3 separate regions of the Gasterosteus aculeatus genome follow, and all the other regions are linked to region 3. The links are chromatin contacts, called in public Hi-C maps. All regions are on one chromosome and are shown on one strand. The core of a region is the stretch at or near the end of the contact, and the rest is flanking DNA. Distances in the headings are between cores, read along the strand shown.

Region 1 (4,483 bases), core at 994-3,493, 68 kb after region 3:
CTCCATTTCAATACTTTTATCAGCAGAAGTGCAGGGGGTGAATGACTGTGGTCATCCCCTGACCTTCCCTACAGCGGGTGAAATGCATCTAAAACTATTGGATGGATAGCTCCGAACCGTGATTGTCCAAAGATTTAGTTTATGACCAATTACCTGCTTGTTGGTATCGAGTAGCGGTCACCAGAAATATACTGTAACTAACTAAGGATTCTGCTGAACTCGACACAATTCAGTAACTATCTTGCTAAGAAGTTATAACAGCGTTCTGTGAACAAGAGGGGCTTCTAACTCAAACAGTTTGTGTTGTAACTGGGAGTTCTGATGGAATCTGTCTCGGGCTGTCAGATGTGGTGGGTAATTGGCGATGAGTGGCCTCTCACAAAGCTCTTTCTCAATTTTCTTTTTTCCTTTTTATTGCTAATAATGCATGATTGTTCTCTGTAATCCGCTGCACCATTTTTCTTTCATCCTAACAATGAGCTGAAAAAGAAAAAGAAAAAGGAGATTTGTTGGCCAGGCAGCCCCCATGCCATGCTTAGACGGCTCAACTCTCTCAAAGGGATTTATCCACTGTTGTTATGACTAATACTCTGCAGATTACAAGTTAGTGAGAGGTCACCTATCGCTTCTACTTCCTACAAGTGAGACTTGTGGTGCTTCGATTTGTTTCCTTTCCCCGACCCGGAAATGCACTGCTTGTCAAAGTGGTGAATGACGTGGCAAATCTGGCATGCTGGACGATATGGCGTAGTTGACTTTAAAGCGTGATTCGGTACATAGAAACAAGCAGAAACCCCAAATCCCTCGCGTTGTGTGAATGCTGTATGAATGTGAGTCAGTGCTGGGGGACAGTCAGATTTACAGCTCTTTAGTCAACAAATAGTAATGTGGCAGTAAATATCTAGAGGTCTAAAGATATAAACTTGTTTGGTAACCCAAAAGCTAACCCCAGAAAATGATTTGCATCTAATGTTGTGTAAAAATCACACTTTTTATTTGTAAGGATTTCTAAATGATCGGGGACACGGAAGAGTTCCTGGCCTCCAGTGACCCGCTCAAAAATAGTAAAGTCCTTAAAGGGTTTGATGCTTAGCAACAGCATTCCTGGGCCTTAAGTAGCAGTGAGCCCCGTGCTGCACGCTTTGATGTGGCTGTCAAGGCACATTTATTTCCACTTAACACCTTGTCGTCTTGTCCACATACATAAAGGCATGAAAGACAGTCGTGTTTACAGTTTTTTGTTGTTGTAATTAAATTGTGTTACCTACACGTGTTCAGGTGATGTGAGGCATACGTGTTTGCGGAGGTCTGACGCGGCAGCTGACATTTTGAAAACTGATGTCTGGCTCTGTTAATTCTGACGTCCATTGTTACGGTGACCATGGAGTGTTTTGTAATGTTTATGTTTCCAATTTGCAGCGTTGGTATTGAGAACCATTACTTCACCACGAGGAAGGAGTTCAACTGCTGGCTCATTATTGTACAGACCCGACATTGACGTCCCCCAAAGTCACCCAGTCATGTGAATCATAGCTGTGCCTCGTCCGTGTATTCTCAGTTTCAGATTACTGACATATTTATTTACAGGTGCTGCAATTAAATTCTACCAGAGGCCTTTTGTGTGCATCAGCGCTTCGCATGACGTCGGTTTGGCACCACCTCCATGCTGCTCGTCTCCGTCGAGCTCCGACTAACCTGCCGCGCGTTTCGCTCTCACGCGGGAGACGTGGGCGGTTTGTTCTTCTCGTCCTGTCAGACGGCCCGTTCTGTCCTCGTCCACACGTCTGTGGGGAAAGATGTCCAAGCGCTGACAAAAGCACCAAGCTGTCGTCGGCGCGTTGGCGACTTGTCGGCTCTATTAATCCATTTTGGCCGCTGGAAAAAAACAGAAATGCAAAGCTAGCTTATTAGCATTATTACAAACAAAACTATGTTTAATTATGGATCCAGCTGCCACATTTCTGTCCACCTGGTGAATGCTTCTCCCTCCTTTTAGCTTTGCTTTGGTCCAACCTTGAAGAAATCCACCTTCAGCTGCTCAACCTTCTCCTTTGTCTGTTATTTGGCAGCGTAGAGAGCTTTTTTTTGCTGAAAACTCCTGGCCGTTAGGAATACTGAAAGGAATGAGTCAGTGTTCACAGCTGGACGGGGGCCGTGGCACATGCCAAACCGACATAGTTACTGAGTCACAGTTGTTGAGCTGTTCTGTCAAGGTGCTTCCTGTAGTTTGTATCTTATCTTAGCATCTAAACAGTGGCCACTGAAATGTTATCTACTACTTTAGATGTTTATACAAAGCCTGCATATAGTACCTCGCTTTTTTTTTTATTGTTTGGGCCTCAGAATCAAGGTTTGTTATTCACATCATATTCTCCGGCTCCCAGGAGCCCCTTGAAGCTTGAAACGCTATCACATATTTTACTGACAGACAATCTTTTTTTTTTTTTTTTTTCCAAATCCAAGGCCTTGATATATCCCTGTGAGAGTTTCTCTTTCAGCAGAAACATGTTTTCCTGGGTTTCTCTGATAATGGCTTTGATCGCTGACAGTGAGTTGAGCCTTGACCTCGTGAACTTGTGAAGTTGTGCTTTGTGAATGAGAAGTTTAGAGAAATGCAACATTTCAGTACGACGCGCAGGAAGTAGCATGAAGACCAGACGAAAGGACGACATTGAAGTAACCGTTACACGCGATGGTGCCGCTCGGCCGCCGGCTCGAGTCGTGCGTCTATAACTCCGAACAACTGACAGTTTGGCGAGACACATTTGTTTCTCATCAATGGTTTCCTGTGAACAAACGCAACGTGGTGATTTCAAACTTCAGTGATTGAATATGTAAGCAAAAGGCTATTTGTAGACGCTCGGCACGCACAAAGCGCCATCAGCTGTGTTTATGGCCGTCTGATTGTTTTTGATCTCCACTAACTGCCGAGGGACATTTGGTGCCTTTGTCGGGTCGCATGGGCCTTTTTTCTTTTCTTTTTTTCATGCGGCTCCTGCTGTGAGAAGCGCCTGTGCGAAATGTTTGTTTAACCAAAACTTATCTGCCGCCTAATCTGCGATGGGACGACGGCAGCACGCGGCCGCCTTGTATCATTTAGCGTGCTACTTCGGTAAACAACATGCCTCTGCTCAGCAGGGCTGTCTTCACAGCGGAGGCCCCCTCGGCGCAATGAAAGCGCTTCTGTGGAGACGTGAGCGCCTGCTTCTCACTTTGGACGCCCCCACGTCATTTCTCACCGCTAACAAAGCTGCCCGCTGCCTCCTCTGCCGAGTGGAGCTCGCCATTTAGATCTGAGGGGCCTTATTTGAGAGTGCTGGTCATGCATGCAAACATGGGGGTGCAGTGAAAACCGCACTCTTTGTCTGACACACAATAGCATTTCAACCGCAGGGGAACAGCTGGGATCTCCACAGAACTGGCATTACTTTCATGTCAAGTGACAGCGAAAGGGGAATAGAGTGACTAACTTCTGGAGGAGCCTCAGCTCTTGCGCTCGTCCCCTGGTCTTTCAGGGTGGCTGGATTGGGATTATTTCATGTTCTTTTAAAGTAGTGCCAAGCGATTCTCAGAGCGGCAGCTTTGATCAGCACTGTGATTTGTAGAGTGTACATGCTAGCGGCTAGGACGGGACGGCTGCAGTGATCACACGCCTTTAACACAAAAAGGCAAACACAAAGAGGAAAATCGCTTCAGTTCCTTTTTTTTTCTTTTTTTTTTTTCTTCCAGTGTTTATAATCTCCTTCATCGCCAAGAAGCACAAGACACATTCACAACATCCCAGCATGTCTTATGAAAAACAGTTTATTTTGACACACCAGCCAGTGTTTGCTTTATCACTTTGATGCAACGACTTCTCCTTTTTCTCAGGAGGGTATTAATTCAATCCTACTGCCCAGGTTTTAGGCGTAGTTGTTTGATTTCCCACCAGTTCCCCCACACCATTCAAAAAGCCAAATGGTTACATACACAAAAAAGAAATGGGAGGGCTTCAAGTGATTATTAGTCATTAACCTGTTGATGACATTTTCCATTGCTCCGTTAATAAAAGTCTATAAAATGCCTGACAAAAGTAAAACATGACCACCTAAATCTCAGAGACATTTCATTTTGATTTTGTGTCTCCCCCATTTAGGTTGTGAGAAAGATAAAGGACACAGGAAGGCAGGAACGATTAGAGAGCAGGAGAGAGAAACGGACAGAATTAAACAGACAGGACTCGGTAGATGAAGAAGAAAGCCGAGAGGGTCCTCGACTGTGGGGTTGAGGTGGGAGGGGGGGGTCACGTTGTTTGATCAGCAGACGGCAAGGAGGGGTTGAAAAGCCCTTGATGCTGACAGTGGGCAGCGGTTTAAACCCCTGGAGTGATTGACACTTCTGCCACTCCGCTGTGGGGGGGGGGGGGGTGTATGATGCACACAGAGAGGCCTGTTCCTGGCTTCACATTTGCATCCTCTGCCCGTGGGTGGTTGTGTTAATAATA
Region 2 (4,124 bases), core at 1,027-3,526, 100 kb after region 3:
GCTGAATAATTTAAAAAACTCATTTTTATTAAACACCACTTAACCACTTGGTATAGCCACCATTGAAATGTTGGATTTGACATTTAGTTGGATATTTATAATAAACATGAATTAATAAAAACGCTCTCAGGTGTTCCAGCGATTGTTAAGGAGGTGATTTAACAACCACTAGCTGCTGTTTGCAGTTCACTCCTGATGGAGGCGGCGAATGAATTTAGCGGTTTACATCTCCGCCGGTGCCCTGACATAAGCATAACTGGTAACAATATGTTGGTACAATATGGAGAAAAGGGAAGCTCTTTTTCCCCCCAAAAAACAAAAAATAGCCAGGAGCTAAAACAGGAGAATAGAGATGATTATTTCTACAGTCAGCTGTCTAGCAGATTATCCTCCCAGCTCCAGACCTCCACTATTCATCTGCCCCACGTCAAACATGCACAGCGCTTCTCCGTGACAACTCATTGTGGCACATTTGCCGCCTATCACAGAACCCTGTTGAAGTGGACGACGCACACGGTTCACACTCCTCTTGGTGGCGCGATGAGACTGAGATGAACTGAGAAATCGTCAAACTAATTCTCACCCGTTTGGATTTTTTTTTATGCTTCCTGCCTGTGCTCTAAAAATGAATCGGCATTATAAATTCTTGCGCACGTGAATGTTGTTGTGTTTTCACCAGATTAATTCATTTCCAGGCACAGTGAAGCAGTAGCACCATCTACTGCTGAGCTGTAACCGATACCCGACACAAACCACACAATTTCCTATTGCTTTGCATGTAAAACATAACGATGACTGGATAGAGTGATGAGCAGCAAACAGTGCAGCCGGTTAGCGACAGCCCAAGAGGTGGTAGCTGAAAATGGAAAAGTGGAAGGGGTTAGAAACAAATGACAAAAAGGAAGAGAATGGAAATCAAAACTTACTTGATTTGATATATCCATTATAGCTATTTTTAGCTGAGAAAAACGCAGAGACAGATGAGAGGTTACAGGGAAGAACGGGCTGTAATGAAAGCAAATTATAAATGACAACCAAGGCGGACAGATTTCTCTTTAAGGCACATTAACACAGTGGTGCCTTGAAGACAACATGGAGAGAGCAATGAGAAATTAAACGAGAATTAATTAGGAATTTGATTTTTCAGCCAGGGAGTTTAAACTGTAGAAAGAACATTGTCGGCGTTTGTAGGCTGAATCTGGTCAACAATTTGGTTATTCTCAACTCAAAAGACGTCAGCAGTAGGTATTTGTTTTGTTTTTGTTTACACCAAAGTTTAGGATATATGTTGATCATTTTCTCAATCAATTAATGACGAAACTGATATCTTTAAATAGCTTGTTTTGTCTAATAAATTTTTTTTTTTTTAAAAAGCATACAGACACAACATAGATTTACAAAGACAAACAACAGAGAAGCTAAAGAAAGTTTGTTATTTTGTTGGAGTCGGTTGACTAATACATTTCTAGGATAATAGCTGCAAAGTGAAGTACGACTTATTTAAGCAGAGCTAAAAGTCTATTTTTTGGGTTTTTGTTTTTTTTACTCGTTTGTGATGCAGGTCCACAATCATTCAAATATCATCTGCCTCTTGGCCCAACAGTCTGTAAAGTGTCAACCAAAGTTTAGCCTGTCATACGTTTACAAGGCAGCCCTTCATTAACATTTAGTCAGGCGATACATATGGAAGAATTTAATATGAGACAATACTCTTCTTGTTCTTAGGTCTAGAGCATTCGGTTTATTTATTTTTTTCTTCTTTCCCAAAAGCCATTTTCCTGCGCTGCCCGACAAAACCCGCACAAACGGATGGGACTTTGTGACTCACTTTTTGGAGCCACGGGTCCCTCACATGCTCATTAGTACCTTATTTCAACCCCTTGCTTTACAACAAAGGTCATGCATTGAGCTTAAGGCAGGACAGTGACAGCAATGTTCAAACAGAGACCTTGCTGGTCCTGGCATCTGTCGCCTGCAATCGGGAGGGCGCGAGCCGAGTCACCGGACTAACAGGCTAGCATCTGTCCCACAACGAGAGAGGAGGAGAGGGGGGGTTGGGTGGGTGGGGCGGGGGGCACTCAACTGCCTGGTGGTTAGAAACTGTCACCCCGAGTTTCATGACAACCGGTAGCACTCCAAAAAATGAAAATGCAAACATAATTTCCACGTCAGGCCGCATAAGGCCTCGCTCCGCGCGTCTCCCCGCCCCATGTCGACAGCGGCCGCGGAGCTCGGCCGGCCAAGGCGGCGCTCGCGGGCACCGCGAGCCTGGAAGACATGTTGAGGGGTGGAAAACGCCCAGAGCTATTTCACAGAGCGGCCTTTGATCAAGAGACATTCCCTAAGACTGCATGACAGTCCGCGATGTTTTCCAGCAAATTGTATCAACACTCTGCAAACAGACACATTCTTCATGCCTTCTGCGATGTATCAGTACAATTTAATGCGCCTTTTGGATATAAAGGGGAATCACACTTGAGTTTATATGCAGCTCAATTCAGTTCAGGTTGATTCGCCAAAATACAACACGATCCAGCCCTATTTTGTTGTCTTTTGTAGTCTTTCAATCAACTACAATCTAGTTCTAATTCAACTGTATTCCAGCTATTAAAGTAAAATGTAGTCAATATCAAGGTTACATTGTGATGTTAGAAAATACAAGCCAGAGCTTCTCCATCGGCGATCAGTGTACGGATGTTTGGGAGATATTCCCTCAGAGGCTGTTCAAGTTCCTAACTTGATTTAATAATTACAGTATATTAACCTCAATCTGTAGTGCTCCGCTCAGAAGAACCCTTCAGGCCTCAAATTCTATCCTGCTCACCCGCACATGTACGCTAGTGAAATATTTGGATCACGTTAAATGTTATTTGGGTTATTCTTAAAGATGAAATCGCACTCTGCACGGACATTATAGCACTTGTGTTTACCTACAAAAACAAATAATTTAACAACATGCATGCAAATTCGCCACAAAAGGTTCCCTGAGTGGGAATCAAGAGATTTGTGGCGGGGATGCACAGCTGTACATTTTTCAGGGCTTTGGTGTTTAACATCTTGTGAACTCGTTGGTGAGGTCACCGGTGGAGGCAGCACGCTAGGATTAAGGTTCAAGCTCTGCAAAAATGTATTAGTGACCATTTAGTTCATTTAAACTACAGGTCCATTTGAATTTACACTCTCGGACGAAAACACTAGCAAAACAGTACACGGGCATGCTTCACCACGGCTAAAAGTCAACTCCAAGAAAGCACATGGAAAAGACGACGAGCCGACTGGAAATCATAAAGCTTAGAACACTAAAGCGACACAGCTGCTAGAGCTACTGCAGGCGGCACACAAGCTAAAAGACACGGTCAGCACAGCGCATGTGACAAACACTGAAGGGCACACGTCATGGCGACAACTTACAGGCACGTAAAGTGGCCGAGCAATCATTAACAGAGACAGCAGAGAGTGGGATGTCGCGTTGAGGGGAGTCCATGTTACAACGCACATTAACTGGCATGCAAGAGCAGTCCCGCTCTGAGCGGCCGCAATCAAAACAACATGCCAGTCTTATTTTCTTGTAGGCGAGCTTCCTGGCTACAGTCACGGGGTTCGGACGAGAGGAGAGGAAGAGCAGGTTAATGCAGACGGTCGTTCTGGAGGAAGAGTTGGACAAAGGCAAGACAGGGCACAGAGGACGGCTGCTGCTGAGATGCACAACATAAGACTTTGTCTCGATAGCGTGCAAATGTGACATTAGGAATTGTTCACTTGTTCCACACTTTGTGGTTAAATCGGTTCAGGCCATTAGTGGGACATATGGGGTACTGGGAAGGGAAGGGGGGGGGGTAAGATGATGTCCTTAAGTCGAGAGGTGATGGGTAAAAGTGTGACATGAGTGGAAGGTGAGAGAAGGGCAAGTCATTATTTTTGTTTCAGCAGCAGAAGAGACAAAAATGACTTCAGCCCTCACGTCAACGTGACCCTTCCAACCTCATGTCCACTGTGTCACGGGACATGACTGGAGCATGTCTATTGAGTTTACAACTCTTGAATAAAAGAACTGGTTTCTAATTCTAGCTGAGAGTTGAAACTGACAGTAAATGTGACAACATTTTGTGCAAGACCATACATCC
Region 3 (4,156 bases), core at 1,324-3,823:
AGGGACGGCGGCGAGGATCCAGCCAGGGGACTCGTCCCGGCTTTGCTGCAGCCCATCGAGCCGGCGGCAGCGAACTGTGCGCTCAATAGCTGACTGCTGGATTTCGCGTGGTCGAGGTTCATCCCGTGAGGGAGGAACGACTGCGGGTAGCCCGCGTAGGCACCCGCCAAACTTCCAGGATAGGAAATACCGGCGGGGGACATGGGGAAAACGGTGTGACCGGGCTTATATGGGGAAACTGGGGCCACCAGCCCAGAGCCGAGAACGGAGGACGATGAGGTTACAGATGGAGAGTCTGATGTGCGCGTCTTGGATCCAGATGTGCTCTCCTGGTGATGGCTGCCATCAGAGGTAATTCCACTTAACCTGTGGCTGCCGTTATTATCTGCAGTGCTGCTTTTATTGCTATCAGACTCCTTCTTTCCCTCCTTGTCCTCCGCCTTGCCGTCGGCCGGCAGAGGGGAGACTGATGTGCAGGAGCTGGGGCTGCCTGTCCTTGGGCTGAATGGCTGGCAGGTGGCGCTAGGCACCCGGAAACTGGTTTTATCTCCACTGAGGCTGCTGCCCGAGTCCTTCTTTTCCGACGATTTGGAGTAAGGTTTGAAGCTAGATTTGTCCTCGGCTCCGATGTCGCTCATTTTCAGCGGACCGGATTTGGTGTCCTTGTCACTAGATCCATTGGAGGTCACAGAGGACAGCTTGGAGGAGGACGGCGGGTCCGGCTTTCCGATCTGGGAGCACGTCTGGGCCAAGAGAGCAAGTGGACTTTTCTTTGCATCCAGCTGCGAAATAAGACACAGGACACTTTTAATACAAACCACGCAAGACACGTGTACATGTTATGTGTTGTGGCAAATAAGCACACAGGACAATTTCGCGTAGTTTACGCATTGCGCATGAACTTCTCTGGATGAAACTAAAAAACAACTCCGTGTAAATAGGGAGCGCGCGCGCGCACGGAGCTGATTTACATGACACCGAAGAACGATCGAACGTGACATTACAAACACGGACATCAGTTTGCTACAACACGGTCTTAAGTCCAAATTCAACCCGCAGTCCAAAAAAAAGAAAAATCCCGGATATTGGGTCTAAAAAATCTAATTAGGGGGCTATTCTTTCCCCCCGTAAAACACGATGTTACAATCTGTCCAGAAAAAATATAACTGGAACAGCCGATTTGAGGCGTTGGAAGTGAAACACTCTCCGATTGGAGCCCGTGCGCGCAAACGTTCTGCCAAAACACCGCGTCGGTTCTTACCTCGATGGGACTGATGGGAGTGGACGGCAAAGGCTGAAGGTACTCCGGGTGTAACATGTGTCCTGCCCGAGCGGTAAGCATTTTCAAAACCTTTATGGGGAGACGACTGGCTTGGCGAGAAGGGTGTGCAGCGGAGACGGGGTTGTGGAGGAATAGCCGGCTGATCTTCACTGCGCCCTTCTCCCCCGAGGAGCCGCTCTCCCACGCTGGATTGGTGCTATTTCTCAGGACAGAGACCGTGGGCGATGTGATCATGACCCAATTCTCGCGGAAACGGCTGAGAAATACATGTGTGTCTGTGGGGTAAATGAAGCCAAAATGCTCAAAGTCGTCAGACGGTTAAAAGCCGGATGAAGTAACAAACGACGTTAAATCCTCCAAAGAGACGCGCGGTGTGTGAGAGCAGAATCCGCGCGGCCGCGTTGCTTCGTCCCGGGCGTCGCTGTGACTCTGCGCGGCTGAGGGTCCGAGCGCGCACTCGTGTGTTTACGTAGTGCTGCGCGCAGCAGAGATCACTCCGCCTCCTCTCCAGCGGCCGCGGGATAAAGTCCGCGCATCACGGCCGTCGCCGCCTTCCAATCAAAAGGGAGATCCCGGGGTGAAGGAGGAAGGGGCTCCGGTGAATGCGACGACTTCTCCTCCTCCCTCCCTCCTCGTGCGAGTGCGCGTTCCACGTTTCAGCCACTCGGAGCGCGTTTAATTTCGAGTTTGCACAGGAGTGTTTCCGGGATTGGCCGCTTCATCGCACGCGCCGCCCTTGCAGCCAGTGTGGTTTTTGGGGAAGGTGGACCGGGTTGACATCTGGATCAAAACTACATTGTTTTACACCTTCTTTCTTCTTCCCCAAGTGAGGACAAGTTGCGTTGCAATTCACACTTTATTCCAGACGAAGTATGAAATGCTTTTGTTTGAGGGATTCTGGGCAAAGTGACTCCTCTGAACCAATATGTTGTACATTAACACACATTTTCCACCGTAAGTCCTTTTTGAGTAAATATTCCTTAAACTGCCCATCTTATTAACTCATTTGCAAATGATTCCTCCTTATAAGAAGCAGGGCATCTTTGCACCAGATGTAGAACTTCTGACACCAAAAAAAGTAACCGTTGGCCTTTCTGAACAGACATTGACTTCAACGTGCACTGATAACCATCGGCATGTTTCACATTTCAACTTTCTCCTCTCAATCAGGCCGCCTGTCATCTGTCACTTTCTTGTCGTGCACGGCAGATATCTGTCAGCTGTCTGCAGTTTTTTTTTTTGTGTGTGTTTGCCTCTTCTCAGTCGTTATTCAGGTCAACGACTGCAGAGTGAATCCATGCGACGTGGAGTGAGGAAGAGATGTGTCCCTCCCTCTTGCTGCTCCATCACGATTCAGCCGCGTTAGTCTGCTTGGTCTGGTTGAACTCAAAACTGTGATTTGTTTAATTGGAGATAAGCTGTGGGGCATTTTGGCAGCGCTTTAATTCTGCGACAGACATCTATTTAACAGCATGTCCTTTTTTCCCCCAAGTCTCCTTTTTGTCTTTGGATTAAAAATATTCCACCACATTCCAGCCAAAAATGATTTCTTTGGATTCCAAGAACGCTGAAGAAAAAAAAAAAACCTTTTGTAGCTGCCATTAATCATTTAAAGCTTCCACACTTCTTCTCATCGAAATACACCCACTTATCTTATTACTCAATAGCCTATAAATGTCTTGCTGATCAGGCGAAAGTTAAACATATGCAAGTGTTTTTTGATTGATAACAGGGGTGCTGTTTTCGGCAACGGCTGTCAAGCTCTGACACAACGCTTTGAGTTATTGGGGCAGAGAAGGGCGACTATAAATTTCGACCGTCAGGCAAAAACTCCTTTTATTGTGGACGTGATGGATGGCTCGCTGCGGCAGACACCAAATTCTCGGCTTTATCCGTAAATGGCTGCACATTTTTTTAGCCGCCGTAATTCATTACTTTAAAACGGAAAGCTTAAAACCGCCTGGTAGTGTTTTACACAAGGACACATTTATGAATCACCAAGAGTCTGTGCAAACACAAGCATTTACAAGCAGGGTTTGGGTACACCTCATGTAGGTGATTATAAAACAAGCCTCTATTCTGGGCTTTGCATTTTTAAGATCAAGGATTAACCTTTTAATTCAAGGATTTAGTCGTGTTTTTCTTCAAAAGTCCAGTTTAGTCAAGAATTCAGAAAAAAGTCAAACTTCTGCAAAGTGAGGAGTAAACTGAGTTGAGGTTCGCTGAATCCTTTTTACAACACGCAGTGTTTCTTTATTAAACTCACCCAAAGGGCAGTCGGTTACAAATATCCAAAATATAACATTTTAGCCCCACAAATTGACATCTATATAGGAAAAATGTGTTCATTTGACACATAGCCCATGGTTTTCTCAGAATCTTTATTTCATTATTTTAAGGATACATTTACATTTTACATACATTTTTTTTTGTGTGTTTTTGTTCCCATATCAAATATGAGCAAAGTTGGTGGTTGATTTTATCCTCCAGCAGTCTCCTGCATTAACTTTTATGGCTTTAAAGTAAACCATAAATGTTGACAACTTTACCGTTTATTGGTTGATTAATAATTGAAAATAATTACAATAAGTCAGTAACAAGAGCTGCTTCTATGACTGTTGTATAATGTTTGTTGTATAATTTAGCTCTGCAAGTAAAATGGTTACTGCAGCGTTGATTGAACAAATTCATGCGTACGATACTGTAGTTCAGTTTTTAAAATCTAAAGTGTTTTTTCTATTAAATGAAAATTGCTGATGACGAAATGTAAAAGTCATATCTCTGTGGTTTTTCAGAGCGTTTGGAGGTCCCAGGTATCCATGAACGGTATGAAGGGAAGTCACTGCTCCAGTCCGATGATAATTCTGCTCCCCA

What was found. A called contact is a pair of places that touch in the nucleus more often than the background predicts.
Region 1: a Hi-C map of skeletal muscle shows a contact between it and region 3, with 2.5 times the contacts expected there. The contact joins the enhancer-like site here to the promoter of LOC120819420 in region 3. A contact is called at or near these places in 2 of 6 Hi-C or Micro-C datasets (skeletal muscle and tail fin).
Region 2: a Hi-C map of skeletal muscle shows a contact between it and region 3, with 6 times the contacts expected there. The contact joins the enhancer-like site here to the promoter of LOC120819420 in region 3. A contact is called at or near these places in 4 of 6 Hi-C or Micro-C datasets (skeletal muscle, tail fin and whole body).

What each region holds. Positions count from the first base shown.
Region 1 is chr5:12,292,316-12,296,798 of fGasAcu3.hap1.1, reverse strand. The region is part of intron 1 of LOC144408013 (a long non-coding RNA gene); the gene reads left to right. Among protein-coding and RNA genes, the nearest start is that of LOC120819420, 68 kb to the left of the region's middle. Within about 2 kb of position 2,243, at least 3 of the 9 cell types and tissues checked have open chromatin away from gene starts, as enhancers often do.
Region 2 is chr5:12,258,568-12,262,691 of fGasAcu3.hap1.1, reverse strand. All of the region lies in intron 39 of LOC100462713 (disks large homolog 5), which reads right to left. Among protein-coding and RNA genes, the nearest start is that of LOC144407999, 52 kb to the right of the region's middle. Within about 2 kb of position 2,276, at least 1 of the 9 cell types and tissues checked has open chromatin away from gene starts, as enhancers often do.
Region 3 is chr5:12,361,307-12,365,462 of fGasAcu3.hap1.1, reverse strand. LOC120819420 (zinc finger protein 503) reads right to left here and starts at 2,573. Exons shown (of 2, transcript XM_040176817.2): 1 at 1,262-2,573; 2 at 1-782. The coding sequence starts at 1,516. All of the region lies in intron 1 of LOC144408013 (a long non-coding RNA gene), which reads left to right.